Linked DNA regions of Mus musculus: regions 2, 3 and 4 are each linked to region 1. The links are chromatin contacts, called in public HiChIP or PLAC-seq and promoter capture Hi-C maps. All regions are on one chromosome and are shown on one strand. Each heading gives the region's core, a stretch centred on a gene start, on an enhancer-like site or on the middle of the called end of the contact. The rest is flanking DNA. Distances are from core to core; before and after follow the strand shown.

The links. HiChIP or PLAC-seq counts read pairs in DNA pulled down with a chosen protein or histone mark. Capture Hi-C pulls out chosen DNA fragments and counts their contacts.
Region 2: an H3K4me3 HiChIP or PLAC-seq map of embryonic basal ganglia shows a contact between it and region 1, with 4 times the contacts expected there. The contact joins the promoter of Hoxd8 here to the promoter of Atp5g3 in region 1. A contact is called at or near these places in 2 of 39 promoter capture datasets (cranial neural crest and liver), 1 of 484 Hi-C or Micro-C datasets (CD4 T cells), 13 of 115 datasets of contacts at active chromatin or transcription factors (craniofacial prominence, differentiating embryonic stem cells, embryonic basal ganglia and 9 more) and 1 of 9 other capture datasets (embryonic stem cells).
Region 3: a contact with region 1 is called in a promoter capture Hi-C map of liver, with 3 times the contacts expected there. The contact joins the promoter of Mtx2 here to the promoter of Atp5g3 in region 1. A contact is called at or near these places in 2 of 39 promoter capture datasets (hippocampal neurons and liver), 1 of 484 Hi-C or Micro-C datasets (B cells), 1 of 115 datasets of contacts at active chromatin or transcription factors (bone marrow-derived macrophages) and 1 of 9 other capture datasets (liver).
Region 4: a contact with region 1 is called in an H3K27ac HiChIP or PLAC-seq map of acute myeloid leukemia, with 5 times the contacts expected there. The contact joins the enhancer-like site here to the promoter of Atp5g3 in region 1. A contact is called at or near these places in 1 of 39 promoter capture datasets (embryonic stem cells) and 4 of 115 datasets of contacts at active chromatin or transcription factors (acute myeloid leukemia, embryonic limb bud, embryonic stem cells and 1 more).

The regions. Positions count from the first base shown.
Region 1 is chr2:73,910,032-73,912,731 of GRCm38.p6, forward strand. Atp5g3 (ATP synthase, H+ transporting, mitochondrial F0 complex, subunit C3 (subunit 9)) reads right to left here and starts at 1,295. Exons shown (of 5, transcript NM_175015.3): 1 at 1,221-1,295; 2 at 924-1,029. The coding sequence starts at 962.
Region 2 is chr2:74,704,043-74,706,742 of GRCm38.p6, forward strand. Hoxd8 (homeobox D8) reads left to right here and starts at 1,447. Exons shown (of 2, transcript NM_008276.3): 1 at 1,447-2,076; 2 at 2,472-2,700. The coding sequence starts at 1,506. All of the region lies in intron 1 of Gm38462 (predicted gene, 38462), which reads right to left.
Region 3 is chr2:74,824,516-74,827,215 of GRCm38.p6, forward strand. Mtx2 (metaxin 2) reads left to right here and starts at 1,297. Exons shown (of 10, transcript NM_016804.4): 1 at 1,297-1,528. The coding sequence starts at 1,489.
Region 4 is chr2:74,608,169-74,610,868 of GRCm38.p6, forward strand. No RefSeq gene overlaps it. Among named protein-coding and RNA genes, the nearest start is that of Gm39852, 3.3 kb to the left of the region's middle. Within about 2 kb of position 1,328, at least 14 of the 459 cell types and tissues checked have an H3K27ac peak or open chromatin away from gene starts, as enhancers often do. A contact at or near this core is called in acute myeloid leukemia, where this site is marked.

The DNA.
Region 1 (2,700 bases), core at 45-2,544:
AGAAAGCAGAAGAGAACGAACAGATTTATTATCTCTGCAATTAGCATGGCCTTTGGTCATTGTGCATACACAAAGCCAACCTAAAATTTTATGCTAATGAACCATGGAATGTTCTATTTAATCTATCTGTAAACAAAAATCCTAAGACCAATTAGTTACCAAGTGACTGAGTGTTGTGGAAGTTTCAGTAACTGTAGTGCTGTAAATTCAAGTAAGTTATGTGGGCTCATAAGGGTGTCGCTATGATTTTGATCATTTACAACAGTCCAGCAGCTAATGAAGCTCCTACAATTTTCAAAGGATTCCTAAATACCCACTAATTCTAAATTTACTATAGAGTTAAGCATTTTGATGTCAGCTTAACAGCCGTTGCAATACTCTCACTATAAGGACATCTGGCAGTCTGGCTTCTCTGCCCTTGAGTGTCCACGGACACTAAGGTCACAGAAAATCCCTCCAGAACCAGGACCCGATTCTCTAGCACAAATCTTTTAGATTCAGACTTCACTTAAAGCCTCCAAAAAAGCAAGCTTCGGGGCTCCCCAACACCTTTCTCCGCCCACACAAGGAAGCAAAGTCCCTCCCTCTGCAGCGGCGAGTTTGACCTACAGACGCGCACGGGAAACGCTGTGCAGGCAACTAGGCCTCAGCTGCCCCTTCCTGACTTCTCAGCACCCCGACCTTCGCGTCGACCCCAACTCCATAGGGACCGGGCGGTGGGGGAGGGGCGCGCTCCACGAGCAAGGAGGCTGTGACCTACGCCCAGAAGGCCTGTCAGCTAGGCCTCGGGGGGGACACATGGCCGGGAACTGTCTGCGGGCCCCAGGGTTGGGAGGGAGGGAGGGAGGAGAGGACATCGGGGCAAGGGTGAAGGAGAGCCGGTCCCTCGGCGTGAATGCTGGGCCGAGGCCCGGGTTACGCACCAGAGCGGGGGTGCGGGCGAGCTTGGCGCAGGCGAACATCTTTCTTCCTGGCGGCGCGGCGTGGATCTAGGTGACAGGCGACGTGGGCTCCTCTCCCGCTTCCTCTCTGCGGAGCGAAAAGAGGCTTAAGGTCAAGTGTCCCCCCCAGGGGCCTGTCCTTGCCACCCCGGCCCCGAGGGGCCCCGCGCAGGCGGTCAGCGTGGCCGCGTGCCCGGGAAGCGCAAGCCCGGTGGACAGGGCCGGGAGACCCGCTCCGCCCCGGCCCGGGCCCCGCGCCCTCCGTTTACCTTCGCTTACCTCCCGAGGCGGCGGCAGTGGCGGCGGCAGAGGTCGAAGCAGTGGGGCTGGGCGCGCAAGCGCGGTGCGGCTCTTATCCGCGCCGCAGCACCCGGATGGAGAAGGCGGGGGAAGACGCTCAAGGTCACTTTGTAACAACTTTATTGGTAACTCTCAGAGGAGGACAATGACAGGCCCCCTCCGTGACCGGCTGGCGGCCAGTGAAATGAAAAGCACACTGAAGACGACTCTTGGCTTTGTTAGTGTTACTAACGGTGCAGATAATTTTTAGTTGTTGTCGCTATCGCAGACTGAGCCTCGCTCCTTGCACGTGCCAGGCAGGGGTTCTCCCAGGGAGCTACAAGCCGACCCTGATTTGGCTTTTATTTCAAACAGGGTGAGTTGCTCAGGCAGGCCTTGAGCTCAGTATGTAAGTTAGGGAGAACCTTGATCGTCCACTTTCACCCTTCCAAGTAGTTAGCTTCTTCATAACCAACTCCAGCGGGATTATTTCTTTGTAAGACTCTAAAACAGGGTTTTTTGTTTGTTTGTTTGTTTGCTTTTGTTTAAGACGACAAATCTTTTCTCAGAAGACCTACCTAGAAGTCCTGGGAAGAACAAATGACGGTTCAAGAGCTTTGCAACTCTGTAGACTAGGCTAGCCTTCAACTCACAGAAATCCTCCTGCCTCTGTTTTCCAAGTGCTGACATTAAAGCCATGTACCACTGTGTTCTGCTGCCTTCCACCATTATAACTGGGAGAATTAAGAGATAATAATGTATCATCATTTCGGACTAAAAAAGTGCCTGAATAGTTTTCAAAATCTATTCAGCACCCAGTTCTGATAACTTTGAACAAACCAGATGGATGCAGAAATGTCTCAGATAAATGGCTGTAGTTCAACGTCTGGTCTTCTTATTGATTTTTTTAAAATAGTTTTTTTGAGATAATATAATCTCATAGGTTCTCCCCTGTTTTAGGGTTTTAATGCTGTGAAGAGACACCACGACTACCGCAACTCTTAGAAACAAACAAACAAACATTTAATTGGGGCTGGCTTACAGTTTCAGAGGTTTAGTCCATTTTCAGCATGGCAGGAAGCATGGCAGTGTTCAGGCAGACACGGTGCTGGAGACAGAGCTGAGAATAGCTGAAGGAAGAAGGCAGGCAGCCAGAAGAGACCACTGTTAGCCATTATGCTTGCCTTATGCTTCTGAAACCTCAAAGCCTGCACCCCCCCCCCCCCCAGTTACACACTTCCTCCAACAAGGCCACACCTCCTAACGGTGCCATTCCCTATGGACCCGTGGGGGCCAATTTTTTATTCAAACACCACTCCCTCCCATTTCCTCCCCCCTCCTCCTCCTAGACACTTCTTGACTTTTCAAATCTGAGGCCTCTTTTTCTTTAGTTTTATATACATATTTAGTTGTATGTATATATGATATGTTTTTAGATATAAAATTATAACTTGCTCAGTCTGTTTGTTTTAACCATAGC
Region 2 (2,700 bases), core at 197-2,696, 790 kb after region 1:
AAGCGGACTGAGGAATTCAATTTCTCCTGCCCCATCCCCCGGCCCCCGCCGCGCTCCACCCGGGACCACAGCCCGCCCGAGTCTGGGCGCCTGGGTTGGGACCCGGGAGCCCTGCGCCCTGCCCTAGGAAATGCCACCCACCCCGGCATGATTCCTTCTTCCCACTGGGAACGTTTCTGCCACTCTTCTCTTCACTCTCTCAGCGACACTCATGTCCCCTTCCCACATTCTCTCGCCTCCCCCTCCCTCCCTGTGGCCAACACTGACGTCTATCAAGGGTGAAATGATGGAAACTATATTCATGGGCATGATTTCCATTAAATATCAATTAACCTGGGAGCCTCAACCAGGCATGCAGTGCGTCAAGGGTAAATGTACATCTCATTTCCACAGGGCCTGCTTGGCTGGAAAAAGCAGGACTTTGATTCGCTTTGATAAGGTCAGGATTCGGAGGCTGGATTGTGGCTTTTTAATCAAAACCACTTAGCTAGGCCCAAACAAATGCAAGGACCAATCAATCCGTCAACCTCGCTCGTCCACAGTAAGAAATGCAAAAAGAAAAAGGAAAAAAAAAAAAGCCACAGCCAGTCTCTGCTGGGCAGATCCAGGAGCCTTGCTGGAGGAGAGACCGTCTGCTCCGAGGCCTCCTGGGAGTGACCACCCCGCCTGGCCCAAGGCTAAGGTTCGGCCGCGCCCCCTCTCTGCGGACCCGGGGGGCCCCCCGCGAGCCCTTGGCAGTGCGGCTTTATGGGCCCCCTTTAAGGCTGGCGGAGGCATCCCGGGGCCGGCGTGCGGCGTCCCGTCCGGCGCAGGGGCCGCTTCGCCGCCGGCGGGATCCCTCCGCGCGGTTATCTCGCCCCCCATCTCGCTCCCTCTCCTCGCAGTGGCGGGGCGCGAAAATGCCTCGCCGGCGCGCACCGGGGCGGCAGCCTCGGCGGCGGCGGCGACAGCGCTGGGAGGGGGCGGCGGGGGGGAGGGCTGAGGTGAGAGGTGGCACCGGGCAGAGGGTGTGTTCTCTTTTCGTCTCCCTGCAGAGCGGGGGCTCGGCAGCCCCAGCCTAAGCGTCTCCCCCGTGGGCCGCGCGCACTCTTTTTTTTTTTTTTTTTCCCCTGGTCCGGGTGCGCTAGGGCCGCCTGGAGCCGGAGAGGAAACTGGAGGCCGCGGGGCAGGTCGCCCGGGCGTCCGCGGTTCCACTGCGGCCCAGCAGGCGCGCGCCGGGAGAGGCCCGCGGGGCGGAGGCGGCGGCAGCAGCGCGCGGGGGCGGGCGAGGCCGCGTGGCCCGCGAGGGAGGCGGCGCGAGGCCGAGACGGAGGCGCGAGAGCCAGGCATGAGCGGCCGGCGGCCGGACGGTCGAGCCTGAGCGGGGCGGGGGAAGCGCTCGCCGGGCGACGAGGCCCGGCGGCCCCCGCGGGCTCGAGTGAGCCGCCCCAGAGGCCCCCGCGGCGGCGCGACCGAGCTGAGGCGCGCCCCTTACCGGCTCCGCGCCGCCGGCGGCCGCCGCCCCGATGAGCTCGTACTTCGTGAACCCGCTGTACTCCAAGTACAAGGCGGCGGCCGCGGCGGCGGCGGCGGCTGCGGCGGCCGCGGCGGGCGAGGCCATCAATCCCACTTACTACGACTGTCATTTTGCACCCGAGGTCAGCGGCCGCCACGCCGCCGCCCTGCAGCTCTATGGCAACAGCGCCGCCGGCTTCCCGCACGCGCACCCGCACCCGCACCCGCACCCGTCGCCGCCGCCCGGGTGCGGCGGAGGGGGCGGCCCGGGGCCCGGCCAGGACTACTTCCACGCCGGCGCGGGCAGCCCGACCGCTGCCTACCAGGCCGCCCCACCTCCTCCGCACCCTCCGCCTCCGCCGCCGCCTCCCCCCTGCGGCGGGATTGCCTGTCACGGGGAGCCCGCGAAGTTTTACGGATACGATAACTTACAGAGACAGCCGATTTTTACGACCCAGCAAGAGGCCGAGCTGGTACAATATCCTGACTGTAAATCGTCCAGTGGTAATATTGGCGAGGACCCAGACCACTTAAATCAGAGCTCGTCTCCTTCTCAAATGTTTCCCTGGATGAGACCACAAGGTTGGGATGCGCTATTTTTTTTTTTTTTTTTTTTTTTTTAAGGAGGGGAGAAAGGGAGAAATCTGCTTTCATCTCACGTTCTAGCTTTAAAACTCCCCTGTCCTTTCCCTCTCCCCTTCCTTTTCCTTCTGGTGTAGCCAATGTGGCTCTTGTACAAAAACTAATACAGACTTTTTAAAAGTGTGTAAAGACGGGGGCAGAATAATTGTGAAGAGCTTGTCTCTGCCTCTCTTGCCTCACACCCTATATCTGTATGAGAATTAAAGACCACTGTGTATTTCACCTCTTAAGCCCGTTCCAGAAAACTCCAACAGCATTCAGAGAATCAACCATTAAAAAACAAAAAAACGTTGATTTTCCTCCCCCCCCCCCTTTTTGTTGTTGTTTTTAATCAGCAGCTCCTGGTAGACGGAGAGGAAGACAAACCTACAGTCGCTTCCAAACCCTAGAGTTGGAAAAGGAATTCCTTTTTAACCCTTATCTGACCAGGAAGAGGAGAATCGAGGTCTCCCATACTCTGGCCCTCACGGAGAGACAGGTAAAAATCTGGTTCCAGAACAGGAGAATGAAATGGAAAAAGGAGAACAACAAAGACAAGTTTCCTGCGTCCCGGCCGGAGGCAAA
Region 3 (2,700 bases), core at 47-2,546, 910 kb after region 1:
GTTGCCTAATGGTGGGAGCAAAGGTGGAAATGACTTGTCTAAAGCCATGGAATGCCCAGGAACCCTGGAAATCCTAGAAGCTGGGCAGATGGAGGAAGGACATTTATTTCTATGTCCTTGAGAGCAAGCATCGTCTTGCCAACACTTTAACCTCAGACTTCTAGCTTCCAGAACCAGAGAGTAAATGCATCCGTTGTTTTAAACACCCAGTGTGTGATAATCTGTCCCGCACCTCTAAGAAAGCAATATACTACTTAAGTATATGAACAGAAATTTAGACAATAAACTGTAATGGAGGGTCAGAGATCTGTGGACAAGAAACAAAATCGCCAGGCGTGGTGGTGCACACCTTTAATCCCAGCACTCGGGAGGCAGAGGCAGGCCAGGTACAGTAGTTTACTCTAGGGTTGGGTGGGAGGTGGGCAGGGACAGACCAAGTTCCGAGTGTTGTTGGCCAGCCTAATCCTTGTGCTCCAGATTCTCAGTGAGAGACCCTATCTCAAAATAGAGGATGGAGAGCAACTGAAGAGGTACTGAGACACTGACCACTGTACAAGCTGATGCATGTGTGTGTATGGGCTATGCTACCGAGCCTGAAGACTTGAGTTGGATCCCTGGAACCCACATGGTTGGAGAGAACTAAGTACCAAAAGTTGTCTTGGGTCTATACACTGACACACACACACAACAACATCGTCTCACCTCTCCGAGCCATGTTCTCATCAGCGAAAGGGGGCTTTGGCTCACCAAATGATTTCTGAAATCAAGTGTAACTTTATGCTTCTAATTTTCTAATTCTGTAATATTTATGATTTTTGGTCAATTGTAACCTATAGTTAAAAAAAAAAAAGATTAGACTAAGAGGAAAGATTCAAGGGATCTAGCGCCCTTCCTTTTACTCTTGTTCCTTCTACACTCAGAAACAAGTAATTGAAGTGCTTTATTCTCCAAGCTTCATTTTGGGTGCTTGGAGTTGAAAGATTAAATTATGTCTCAGCTCACAAGCTGTGTAAGCCTCCTTCTGGCTAGCGCATTTGAACAAATAACCAACACTAATATCAGTCTATGGACCCCGAATCCTACAGTTAGTGGAATTGAGAGAATTCCTGAGTTTCTGGGCTCCAGTAGAACCAGACCAGGCACTTGAACCTCTTGAAGCTGTTTCTGTCTTGTTGAACTGCTGAAAGGTTGCAATCAAATCCAAAAGACTCTAGCCAGAGAGCCTGCTCTCTTAGGGCTCTCGCAGGTCCGGAGCGCGCGGGGCGGAGCAGCCGGAAGTGCCGGCGCGCGTTGTCAGCGACGCCGGAAGTGCTTGGTCGGCCTGGCGGTAACCTTGCGGGCCGAGCCACCGCTGCCGAGGTGAGCTCTGCTCGTCTTAGCGTTGGCCCAGCGAAGCTCGTCAGCTGCCGGGGGAAGGCCGCCGAGGTCGCGCGGGAGGGCGCCGAGCGCCGCGGAGCTCAGGCGCGCGCGCAGGACCTCGCAGCCGACATGTCTCTGGTGGCGGAAGCGTTCGTCTCCCAGATCGCAGGTAGCCCGTGTGGGCGCCGACGGGGCGGCGTGGGTGGCGGCGGGGATCCGCGTGGGGAGGCGGAGGGCTGGAGTTTCCCTGTAGCCGTGGGTCGAGGGTGCTGAGTCTACAGCCCGGGTGGAGGCGGCAGCGGCCATGGAGGCTTGGCCTCACTTTCTGGATGAGGAAACTGAGGACACATGGCCAAGGTCACCCTGCAGGGACAGAGTCCTGACCTCACTCCCTCCGCGGCGCTTTGTTCCCCGACTCCGCGGTTTAGGTGGCGGAGGCCCGGGGCTGGGGATCGAGGTGGGGGCGTGGCCACGGGTTGGGTCCTCGCCTCCCCCAAGGTTTCCGTGGGAATAGGGCAGCCTCTCTGCTCTTGGGTTCTCAAGTTTAAGGTGACTGTCACTCTTGAGCTGCCCTTCTTTACCTGTTGTTGATGGGTCACCCGAGTTGTTCTCCAAGCCATTTGCAAAGTCTGTGGGATTCTTTGAATTATTCTTAATGGGCATGAAGTTTAAAGAAAGTAAACATCTTTTGACACACACACACACACACACACACACACATTCGTATTGAAGTTTTTATTTTGGCGAAAGTGGCTATGATAGAAAAAAAGAGTCAAGTTAATGGGATGAATGTTAATTCCAGCAGTGTTTTCAACGTTCGAATGAGGAGATAGTCACTAAGATAAACAGTCGTATTTGGGGTAAAGTAGTACATTGGAAATGAAAGTATAATGTGTTATCAACTTTTCGAAACGCTTTCCATTGTATTGAATTTGTGTGAACTTAGATTTCCTTTAAAATAGCATTTTATAGGAGAGAGGATAGAAGAGAGATTGTAAGCTTCATGAAAGCAGGGAATTTTGTTTCCCATTGTATCCTAGGACCTGTCTGTCAGTTCTCTTTAAATACCCATGACTTGAGTAAATAACACAGATTTCAAGTAATGTTTCTCTCTGACTTTATCAGTGAGGTTGAAAAAGTCAGGCCTCTGACTTGAGGTCAGTGGTTTATTTTAGACTGATACTATGTCATAAATCATTTCACAGTATATGTTTGTATTCTGAATGTATATATCCAATGTGTGATTTCTTTTCAACAAGAAAACAAGAAATGGTATTTGATAAACTTTTGATAAGTTCAGAATTCTACCTCAGTTAGTGAAGTTTACAAATCCCCAGGAAG
Region 4 (2,700 bases), core at 78-2,577, 700 kb after region 1:
ATAGTGGTTGTACCAGCTTGCAATCCCACCAGCAATGGAGAAGTGTTCCTCTTTCTCCACATCCTTACAGCATCTGCTGTGATCTGAGTTTTTGATCTTAGCCATTCTGACTAGTGTGAGGTGGAATCTCAGGGTTGTTTTGATTTGCATTTCCCTGATGACTAAAGATGTTGAACATCTATTTTTAGGTGCTTCTCAGCCATTCAGTGTTCCTCAGTTGAGAATTCTTTGTTTAGCGCTGTACCCCATTTTTTAATAGGGTTATTTAGTTATCTGGAGTCTAACTTCTTGAGTTCTTTGCATATATTGGATATTAGCCCTCTACCGGATTTAAGATTGGTAAAGATCTTTTCCCAATCTGCTGGTTGCCGTTTTGTCTTATTGACAGTGTCCTTTGCCTTACAGAAACTTTGCAATTTTATGAGATCCCATTTGTCAATTCTTGATCTTACAAGAAATTTTTAAATTTTATCTTCATTTCAAGATACTTTTAGAGATGCTAAACTTTAATAATCACCAGCAGTGATTTTTCTAGCTTAAAAGTTGAGCGTACAGGACAGACTAGAACAATCAAATTCCCTTTGAAATGTTTGTAATATTGAAAAGCAGCTTCCTGTTTTAAAAAGTTTTTAATATGTGTCAGAGAGATGGATCAGCTGGTAAAGCCACTTGCCACCAAGCCTGACTACCTGAGTATCTCTGAACTCATATAGTAGAAGAGCTGACTCATACAAATTGTCCTCTGACTTACACACACACACACACACACACAAATAAATGAACACTTACCATGTGTAATTAAAGGAAAGTCCAAGAATGGCTTTACCAAAATAAAAATATCCTTTTAACATTTTATTGGAGATAATTTCATTCTAGATAAATGTACCCTTATATTGAAATAATTTAAACGTCACTTTCAGCCTTCGCATACAGCATGGCTCACTGATCACACTTAGTAGTGACTCTGTATTCTTGTAAGCATTCCACTGCATATCAACAAGTCATACGTTCCATGCAAGTTATTTAGTCAATTTTTAGTCATGAATGGCCCCCATGGGCTCCTATATTTGGTGCCTAGTCACTGGAAAGTGGCACTATTGGAAAGCATTCCAAGATGTGACCTTGTTGGAGGTGGAGGTCAGTAGAGGTGACCTTTGAGGTTTCAAAAGCTCATGCTAGCGCCCCCCCCCACACACACACACACATAAACTTTCCCTCTTTCTCTCCCTAGCTCACTATCTCCCTCTCTCCCTCTCTTCCCCTTTCTCTCTCTCCCTCTCCCTCTCCACTCCTATCTCCTCCCTCCCTCCCTCTTTCTCAGCCAGCAGATCAGGATGTAACTCTAAACTACTTCTCCAGTGTGTGCCTGTGGTAATCTGTCTGATTACCACAATGCTTCCCACCATGATGATAATGAAGTAACTTCCTGAAACTGTAAGCCAGTCCTCAATAAAATGTTTTCTTTTATAAGAGTTGCCTTGGTCACAGTGTCTCATTACAGCAATGACTTTCTGAGATGATAAGATAAAACATGTAATATAACTTTAGTTTTGCTCTAAGACCCACAATTTGTCCTGCCTACAAGATGTGCAGAGGTAAAAGATAGGGCAGAATTTGAAGGAAAGGGAAACCAATGACTGGTCCAGCTTGAGGCCCATGCCATGATAGAGAGCCTGCCTCTGACACTATTAAAGATATTCCATTATTCTTGAAGACAGGAGCATAACGTAACTGTCATTAGAGAGTCTTCAGCCAACAACTGGTGGAAACAGATGCAGAGACCCACAGTTAGACATTTAGTGAAGAATCCGTCGGAAGAGGGGTAGAAAGGGTTGAAGAAGTCAAAGGCACCAAGGACACCACAAGAAAACCTACAAAATCAACTAACCTGGGCCCATAGAACTGAACTGCCCACCAGAGAGCATCATGGGATGGACCTAGGTCCTCTGCACATATGTAATAGTTGTGCAGCTGGGTCTTCATGTGGGACTCCTAAAGCAGGAACAGGGCTGTCTCTGATTATACAGCTCGCCTTTGGATCCCTCTTTCATATCTGGCATGCCTTGTCTAGCCTCAATAGTGGAAGATGCCCCTAGTCTTACTGCAACTTGATATGCCAAGGTTGGTTAACACCCATGGGGGCTCCTCTTTTCTGAGAAGTAAAGGGGGGGTGGATGGGGTGAAGGTAAGAGGGAGGAACTGGGAGGAGAGGAGGGAGGAAAAGCTGCAATCGGTATGTAAAGTAAATAAGTAATTAATAATTTTTAGAAAGAACTCAAATGATATGTACTCACTGATAAGTGGATATTAGCCCAGAAACTTAGAATACCCAAGATATAAGATACAATTTGCAAAACACATGAAACTCAAGAAGAACGAAGACCAAAGTGTGGACACTTTGCTCCTTCTTAGAATTGGAAACAAAACACCCATGGAAGGAGTTACAGAGAAAAAAATTGGAGCTGAGACAAAAGGATGGACCATCTAGAGACTGCCATATCCAGGGATCCATCCCATAATCAGCCTCCAAATGCTGACACCATGGCATACACTAACAAGATTTTGCTGAAAGGACCCTGATATAGCTGTCTCTTGTGAGGCTATGCCGGGGAATAGTAAACACAGAAGTGGATGCTCACAGTCAGCTAGTGGATGGATCACAGGGCCCCCAGTGGAGGAGCTAGAGAAAGTACCCAAGGA